Regions from separate parts of the Sus scrofa genome. Here region 1 is linked to region 2. A link is a contact called in public Hi-C data. All regions are on one chromosome and are shown on one strand. Each heading gives the region's core, a stretch centred on a gene start, on an enhancer-like site or on the middle of the called end of the contact. The rest is flanking DNA. Distances are from core to core; before and after follow the strand shown.

What was found. Hi-C and Micro-C count contacts between places; a contact is called where the count stands out from the background.
Region 1: a Hi-C map of liver shows a contact between it and region 2, with 5 times the contacts expected there. The contact joins two enhancer-like sites. A contact is called at or near these places in 1 of 47 Hi-C or Micro-C datasets (liver) and 1 of 2 datasets of contacts at active chromatin or transcription factors (alveolar macrophages).

What each region holds. Positions count from the first base shown.
Region 1 is chr3:29,209,842-29,214,318 of Sscrofa11.1, forward strand. All of the region lies in intron 1 of MKL2 (MKL/myocardin-like protein 2), which reads right to left. Among named protein-coding and RNA genes, the nearest start is that of MKL2, 28 kb to the right of the region's middle. Within about 2 kb of position 2,825, at least 21 of the 83 cell types and tissues checked have an H3K27ac peak or open chromatin away from gene starts, as enhancers often do. A contact at or near this core is called in liver, where this site is marked.
Region 2 is chr3:28,660,492-28,664,466 of Sscrofa11.1, forward strand. PARN (poly(A)-specific ribonuclease PARN) reads left to right here. Exons shown (of 24, transcript XM_021086564.1): 16 at 669-744; 17 at 2,943-3,053; 18 at 3,354-3,423. Among named protein-coding and RNA genes, the nearest start is that of PARN, 46 kb to the left of the region's middle. Within about 2 kb of position 2,075, at least 11 of the 83 cell types and tissues checked have an H3K27ac peak or open chromatin away from gene starts, as enhancers often do. A contact at or near this core is called in liver, where this site is marked.

The DNA.
Region 1 (4,477 bases), core at 1,575-4,074, 550 kb after region 2:
AACAGGTGTGCTCAGAGTTACAGTCAGTGTCAGAGCCAGGGTGCAAATCCCACTCCTCTGCCTCCTTGCCCAGCGTGGGGGACAGTATGTCCCCCAAAGATGTCCACACCATAACCCCTGGAACTTACGACGAGTTTCCATTACATGCCCAAAGAGACTTTGCAGCTGTGACTAAGGTTATAGACCTTGAAATAGGGAGAAGAGTCTGGATTTTCCCAAGGGGCCCAATATAATTACATGACTTTAAAAGTCCCTAGACGCAGAGAACTTTCTCTGGTTGGAGGCAGAGAGATGCAGCAGAAGAAGTTGTAGAGATTCAAAGCATGAGAGGGGGTCATCCCACTGTGGCTTGAGGGGGCCACCTGGAAAGCATGAGAAGGAACACACACTGGCAGCCTCCAGTTGCAAAGAACAACCCCCAGCTGGAGATAGGAACCTCAGTCCCACAACCATGGGGAACTGAATTCAGCCAACAAGCTGAATGAACTAGAATGGATTCATCCCAGAGAGGAATCCAGTCCTGCTGACACCTTGGTGAGACTCTAAGCAAAAGACACACTGAGTCACTCTATACTTGGAACCATGACATAATACATAGACTTTTTTTTTAGAGCTGCACCCATGGTGGCATATGGAGGTTCCCAGGCTAGGAGTCCAATCGGAGCTGTAGCTGCTGGCCTATGCCACAGCCATAGCAATGCTAGCTCCAAGCCAGGTCTGCAAACTACACCACAGCTCACAGCATCGCCGGATCCTTAACCCACTGACTGAGGCCAGGGATCGAACCCACATCCTCATGGCCACTAGTCCAGTTCATTACTGCTGAGCCACAATAGAAATTCCAATAGATGTTGTTTTAAGCAACTAAAATCTTCGAAATATGTTAGAGGAGCAACAGAAAAATAACACACCAATATTGGTGTCACCACACCTCAGATGGTTTGCAGGGCCTGAGCACTCACCCATGTCTAAAAATATCTCTTCTACTGACCTGCCACATTGACCGACATTCCTGCTGTCAGAGGCACATTTTGAAATCAAGGCATTTGTTTTCCATCCGAAGTTTTGTTGAGAAGCACAGACACAATCTGAGATGAAGTAATACATTAGCAGCCTATCACTAATTAACACGCAACCAGAGGCTTTTCCTGCTCCAGAACATGAAACACGCATTTTTTTTTTCTTTTAAGGCCACACGCATGGCATATGGAAGTTCTTGGGCTAGGGGTCAGATCGGAGATGCAGCTGCCACCTATGCTCCGGCCACAGCAACACTGACGCTCCCTCTGCAACCTTTGCCACAGCTTGTGGCAACCCTGGATCCTTAACCCACTGAATGAGGCCAGGGACTGAACCCACATCCTCATGACACTATGTTGGGTTCTTAACTTGCTGAACAGCAACGGGAATTGCAAAAGAGGCATGTTTTGAAGCAGAGTCCAGAACTTCCAAACAGAAAAGGATCCTGCTCTGAAGGAAAGATCTAGGTAGGAGACAAAAGTTGGGGGATCCTGTATGCTGTGCAGGGACTAAAGGCTCATTAGAGACAGGAATGAGAGTGTCCCCCAATATAATTTATCCGGAGCCAGTATTCTGCCTTGTTGCCTTTGCGCTTGCTGTTCCTTAGGCCCAGAATGCCTTTTCCTCAGCTCTTCTTGGGGCAGGCTTCCTCTCATTATCCAGGGTCAGCTCATCACAAAGGCCTCTCATGGAGTTCCCATTGTGGCTCAGTGGAAATGAATCTGATTAGCATCCATGAGGACGCAGGTTTGATCCCTGGCCTCGCTCAGTGGGTTGAGGATCTGGCATTGCCATGAGCTGTGGTGTAGATCGCAGACATGACTCAGATCCTGCGTTGCTGTGGCTGTGATCTAGGCCAGCAACTACAGCTCCGATTTGACCCCTAGCCTGGGAACTTCCATATGCCGCAGATGTGGCCCTACAATTAAAACAAACAAACAAACAAACAAAAAAAGGTGTGGCCCTAAAATAAGATAAAAAAAGGGGGGGGGGCTCTCATACCATCAGCTAAAGCAGCATTCCTTTCCCCTGGTCACTCCATGGCCAGGCTCTCCAAGGCCCTATCACTCTCTGAAATGATTTTATTTGCATTTTAAGGTGCTTATAAGGTATACCCCAACTAGGCTATCAGCTCCAAGAATGCTAGGACTTGGCTTCTTTGGGGGTATCCCTAATGTCCAAACAATAGCTGAAACATGATGGGCATTCAACAAACGTGTGTTGAATGAACGGAAGACTAAAACACAAGGTCGCCTCTGCCATAATCAATAAGAGACATACAAGGTGAGATTCTTTAAGGGTATGGAAGAGGATGGAAGAGAATTCATTGAAAAACGTTGGGATGTGTTCATGGCAGACGGGTGATTGACAGGATGATGGACCAACACAAGCAGGGTCTTGGCAGTGGGTGTCAATCCCATTTGGCCAGACCGAAGCGGGTATGGACAGAGGTGACTCTGTCGTCAAGGTCGTTAAGGTTAAGCTTCAGGGTTCATCACTTGCACGGGCACTTCTGAGGTCCTAGCAAGGAGCTCGCATGGTTATTCATGCGGATAACCTTTGCCAGAGTGTGAGAGTTTGACTGCACTCCGTTGAGACCAATGTCTCCTTCCTTCCACTGCGCTCATCTCACGTCCTCTTGGGGTGGGGAGGCCGGAATTTCTGTGGGTTTTCTTGGATCTCGCTGAGGGAAGTTGAGTTGGAGATACACGTGGTCTGGGTCGAGAGGGCTCTACTTGTGCAGTTCAAGGTCACTTCCTCATCTGGTTCAGTAACTGCTACCCCCGGAGGACTGGACAGTGAGCGGAAGGGTCGGGGGACAGAACCTTGAAGAGGCTCCCCCTTTAACCAGAGGAAAGGAACTAGCACTATTGAGCAATCACTCTTTGCCAGGCGTCATGCCAAGGACTGGATGTACATGCTCTTGGTTAATTCTCAAACCACCCGATAAGGCAACCTGATACTGTACCCTTTCCATAGACGCAAACCGGAAGCTCAGAAGCATTAGGATTGAACCAGGTTTATTCCGCTCTAAAACCTATGTCATTCCCACACATGGGGAAGGAGAGGAAAGAGAAGTGCTTTGGGGCGGTGACAAGGAAGCTGGTGGGGGACAGAACATGAACAGGAAGGAAACAATGGCCAGTGGGGACACATCTCACGGAGCCAGGGATGGAAAATGCAAATGCCCGCCAGGCTGGGCAGTTCAGCAAGTGAGTGCGGGTGTTTTCAGCATAAAACTCCTAAGGATTGTCTTTGCTTACAGAGATTGATTTATGCTTTCTTTTCAAAAAACATACCACTTCCTTGGTCTGGTTTTCAATTTCCTGGGTACAGGAAGGATTTCTTGAGCGTAAGGAATACGACTCTGTGTGTGCAATGATCCTGGGCTCTGGAGTCTTGGTTTCAGGGCTGGGGATGGGTGGGGAGTATGGAAAACTGAAGAACTCCTGCAGATACTCGGCTCCAGTCCACGATGCCAGGGGGGAATGGGGACCTAGGATTGTCAGATCTGACTTTCTAAGAGAAGCCAAAAAAAAAAAAAAAAAAAAATCAGATTTTTGTGTAAATTCTTAATTTCTGAATGTTGTCAATGATTTTTTTTTTTTTTTGTCTTTTTGTCTTTTGAGGACCGCACCCGCAGCATATGGAGATTCCCAGGTTAGGGGTCTAATCGGAGCTGCAGCCACCGGCCTACATCAACGCCAGATCCGAGCTGCGTTTGTGATCTACACCACAGCTCATGGCAACGCCGGATCCTTAATCCATTGAGCGAGGCCAGGGATTGAACCCAAAACCTCATGGTTCCTAGTCAGATTCATTTCTGCTGAGCCATGACAGGAACTCTGAATTCACTTTTTAAAGATTAATGTAGAGCCTGCAAGGTATATCTGTGAGTCAGCTATGGAACCATGTTTGGTCTGGAATTAATGAGGTCAGTGAGAATAATAAACAATGATGCGGGAGTTCCCCTCGTGGCGCAGTGGTTAACGAATCCCACTAGGAACCATGAGGTTGCCTGCCGGTTCGGTCCCTGCCCTTGCTCAGTGGGTTAACGATCCGGCGTTGCCGTGAGCTGTGGTGTAGGTTGCAGACGAGGCTCGGATCCCACGTTGCTGTGGCTCTGGTGTAGGCCAATGGCTACAGCTCCGATTAGACCCCTAGCCTGGGAACCTCCATATGCCGTGGGAGCAGCCCCAAAGAAATAGCTAAAAGACAAAAAAAATAAATAAATAAATAAAATAAAAAATAAAAAAATAAAAAAAACAATGATGCAACCTGATGATGAGGAATGTGAGACTATTTAATATGCACCAAGTACTGTTTTAAACGTCTGAACTGAAAGAACTGATTTAAGTTTCACCACAACCCTGTAAAGGGAGATATTATTATCCCCATCTTATCATTGAGAAACTGAGGCTCAGCGAGGCTCATGTTCCCATAGACGCAAAGGGTG
Region 2 (3,975 bases), core at 825-3,324:
TGGGAGTTCCCGCCGTGGCTCAGTGGATGCAATCCTGACTTCTATCCATGAGGATGTGGGTTTAATCCCTGGCCTCACTCATTGGGTTAAGGATTCGGCATTGCCATGAGCTATAGGTCACAGATGCAGCTTGAATCCCACATTGCTGTGGCTGTGGTGTAGGCTGGCGGCTATAGCTCTGATTCAACCCCTGGCCTGGGAACTTCCATATGCCTCAGGTGTGGCCCTTTAAAAAAAAAAATGTATAATATATTTTTGAGTAGATTACACATGCATACATTTCTTCATTTCTTTTCCTTATTTTATATATGTTGGATATATTTTCTAATCAAGGGAATTCAGGTCAAAGTATAATCAGTTGCTGCTTCTGAAGTGACTTTATATAACTGAGTGAAATGAATGCCAGAGCCGTATAGCTCTCTGGCTAAAGGACTGTAGATCTTTAACACATCAGTAAAAAACCTTTCGTACGGATCTACCCTCCATATGCTTGAAATTAAATGTGCTGTTTCTCTTTCACTTTGAATAACCGCTCCTGTGTTTCTCTAGGGAACACAAGGGGGCAGTGCTGGATGCTTTGGTTTTTTGTCCTGACGCTCATTGAATCTCTTTAATATGTGCTTCCCTGAGACGATGCCGGCTCATCATTCTCTGTTACTGGTTTGTAGGATATCATTAACAACACGTCCCTCGCAGAATTGGAAAAGCGGTTAAAAGAGACGCCTTTCAACCCTCCTAAAGTTGGTAAGGAGATAAAATGATCCTGAAGAGCCCCAAACTCTTGGTGCTAATTACGGGTGTCTGTTGTAGAAGAAATGTTGAAACCGTTCTAGAAACTGTGTATATTTATAGACTTTTTTTCCCTCAAACAACTTGCCCGTGCCCTGTGTTGAGTTACTGTTTTCGGAGTAAAGGCAGTCTTCTAATCCTGCATCTGTTTTCTGTGAGTAGGATTGGGGCCTGTTCGTGGAGAAGTTTAGCAATTAAAGCCTCAGGACTTTTATTTCCTAATGCTTGGAATACTCCCCAAACTCAGTGTCTTTCTTTTTTATGGTGCATTGTTTAAGTGGAGACAAAGAGTTGGTGATTAATTGCCAGGGGTAGGATGAAAATAAACTTTTTGTCTCTGGAAAGCCCAAGAACAGGGTTTGCTGATGAGGAAGGAGCTGGCTTAGGTGCAGAACCGATGACGAGAGGAAAACCAGAATAAGGAGAAATGTTCTTTGAGGGCAGAGGTGTTTTGCCAAGTCTGGCCACGGCCCCTACCCAGGCAGTTGGTGACCCTTCCAGCTGTGCTTGCCTTGCTTCCTCCTAGCGTAGTTATGCTGCTGATACGGTGACTCACGTTCCACCAGCTGTAGCCTACAAACTTCCCAAGACATTGATCATAGGACTAAAGCTTCAGAAATTGACTGCAGAAGGTACTCAAGCAGCCAAGGTTACAGTTCTTTGCTTCCCTTTCTGGAATAGTCCAAAAAAGGAGTAAGAAGAGGGGGTGGGGGCTGGTAGTGGGTTAGTGGGGACACCTGGACCTTTTCTATAACGACACAATGGCACTAGTGGATCTGGGAAATATGTGGTCCAGCTGGTGAGAGAGGATAGGACTTAATTGGCCTTCATGTTAAAATACTTTTATAAAGCTTAAAATCTAATACTTGATACTTACGGAGGTTAAAGAATTCTTGCTCAAAGAGCATTGTATTGATGTAAAAACAGTGACAGCCTTTTCAGTATTAGTTTCCACTCATGCTTTTCATCCTGTTGTAACCTTTTTGATATTCACCTCCACAGTGGTTCTCGGAAATAATTATTTATGAGTTACAGTTTTATCCTGTCATTTCCATGTACTATTCCGGCAGAGGGTTTACTCTAAAGCAGGTTTCTCTTAGACCTCATTCTTTCGGCATCTGTGTCTATGCATGTGACCGAAGAAGCCTGTTTTAAAACGGGCTCTCCTCTGAAGTGGCCCCATGTTCCAAGGGCAGCATGACAGCGAGTTTTGATCTATTTTCGGACAGAGTTGTGCTTTCATCTTTAGATCTGTGAGCTTGGAGACCTAGCAGAGGCCAGTACTGAGTGGAGCCGATATCGATCGGAGACCTTTGCTTTGGGGGAAGGTTACCTACGGGGCGTTTACTGGGTACCAAGCACTGTGTCAGAGCTTTCCTTCCATGAGCTCATGGGAGCCTCACAAAGGCCTCATGAGGGAGCCGTGATTCTCCATCTCCACTCTACCAGAACGGAGGCCCAGAGGCCAGGCTCCCCGGGAAAATAAGCGGTGGGGCCAAGATTCCAACCCAGGCAGTGGGACGCCAGAGGCCATGCTATTTAGTCATTAGTCCAGAGTCAGAAGAGGAGTCATGGTCATAGTGCAAGTGGTGCGTGCTTGTCGGCAGCACCATCAGTGCAGCGAGGGGGACAGTGGCTGAGTCTTTGATAATGTAACGGAGGCATTTCTCTGGTCGGGACCAAAGCCCTCGTTTTCGGTGACTCTGTTATCTCAGTGTCCTGCGGGGAGAGAATTAAGACATAGGTAGCCTGGAGTTCCTGTTGTAGCTCAGTTAACCGACGCGACTGGTATCCATGAGGTTGCAGGTTCGATCCCTGGCCTCACTCAGTGGATTAAGGATCCGGCATTGCTGTGAGCTGTGGTGTAGATCACGGACTCAGCTTGGATCCCTGTTGCTGTGGCTGTGGTGTAGGCTGGCAGCTGCAGCTCTGATTCAGTCCCTAGCCTGGGAACTTCTGTATGCTGTGGGTGTGGCCCTTAAAAGACAGAAAAAAAGAAAAAAGAAACAGGTAGCTCTTTTTCTGCTTCTTTAGGGTATTTCTACAGCACAGACTAATGCCTTTGGGATGTGGCAGGGCAGTGCGCTCACCAGTCTTCATGATTTGTGATGACCTTGGGAAAACTTTTTTTTTTCTCTCTTTTTCCTCTTTAGAAAGTGCAGAAGGTTTTCCAAGTTATGACACGGCTTCCGAACAGCTCCACGAGGCAGGCTATGATGCTTACATCACAGGACTGTGCTTCATCTCCATGGCCAACTATCTAGGTACTCCCTATTCCTGCTTCTGTCAAACTCACTGTGGTCCAGAGGGGATCTCACCTGTCTCCTCTTTCCCTGGGATCCACTCATGAGAAGTGGGAGGGTTTTGCGGTCAGAGTGCAGGGAAGGTTGGGGCAGAGGGCCTGGAGCGCACGCAGGAATGAAGCATCACCCCTTACCTGTGCTGTGGTACTCGGCCCATACGAGTACCTTTTACCCGTGCTGAACCATGCTGTTGATTTAAATATATTTTTCAGGCTTTGTCTGCCTGACCGTGTATAATGTTCTGCTTCTTTTCTTCATTAGGTTCTTTTCTTAGTCCTCCAAAAATTCATGTGTCTGCCAGATCCAAACTCATTGAACCTTTTTTTAACAAGTAAGTAACAGGGTCCCAGGCCCCCAGTGTTCTCTCCGTGCAGGAGCCCCCAGTGTCTGGGATGTCAATTAGGGGTAATGGGAGGGTCGAGGGCATTTTTAGATGGGCTATTTCTCCTCTCTGGTGACTCAGATGTCTTTTGAAAAATAGAAATTGACTTTTTCGAAAATAATGTATTAAATATTTTTGCTTCAAGACAAAAAAAGAAAGAAAACGATACTGAAGGTAATGCATCTCTTCCAAGACGAAGACCTGGTGGTTTTGGAATGTAAATGACCCACGAGGGAGCCTGGGTCTGTGTGTCTGTGTGGCAGTCAGACCTGGCCCACCCCTCTCGAGCTTTCCCTTCGAGATTATTGTTTGTGCTTGTGTTGTTATCTGCCTAAATAGTGTTCTTTCTAAGAAGATCGCGGTCCCCCAAGTGGCTTTTAAGCCCGTCTGTGACGGTTTTATTGCCATCGCGTTCTGAGCCCGCCTCCGAATGGTTCCAATGAAGGAAAAGCTGGCTCATAGCCCCTCATTGTTGGCCGAAGTCAGTGTGATTTAGGGAAA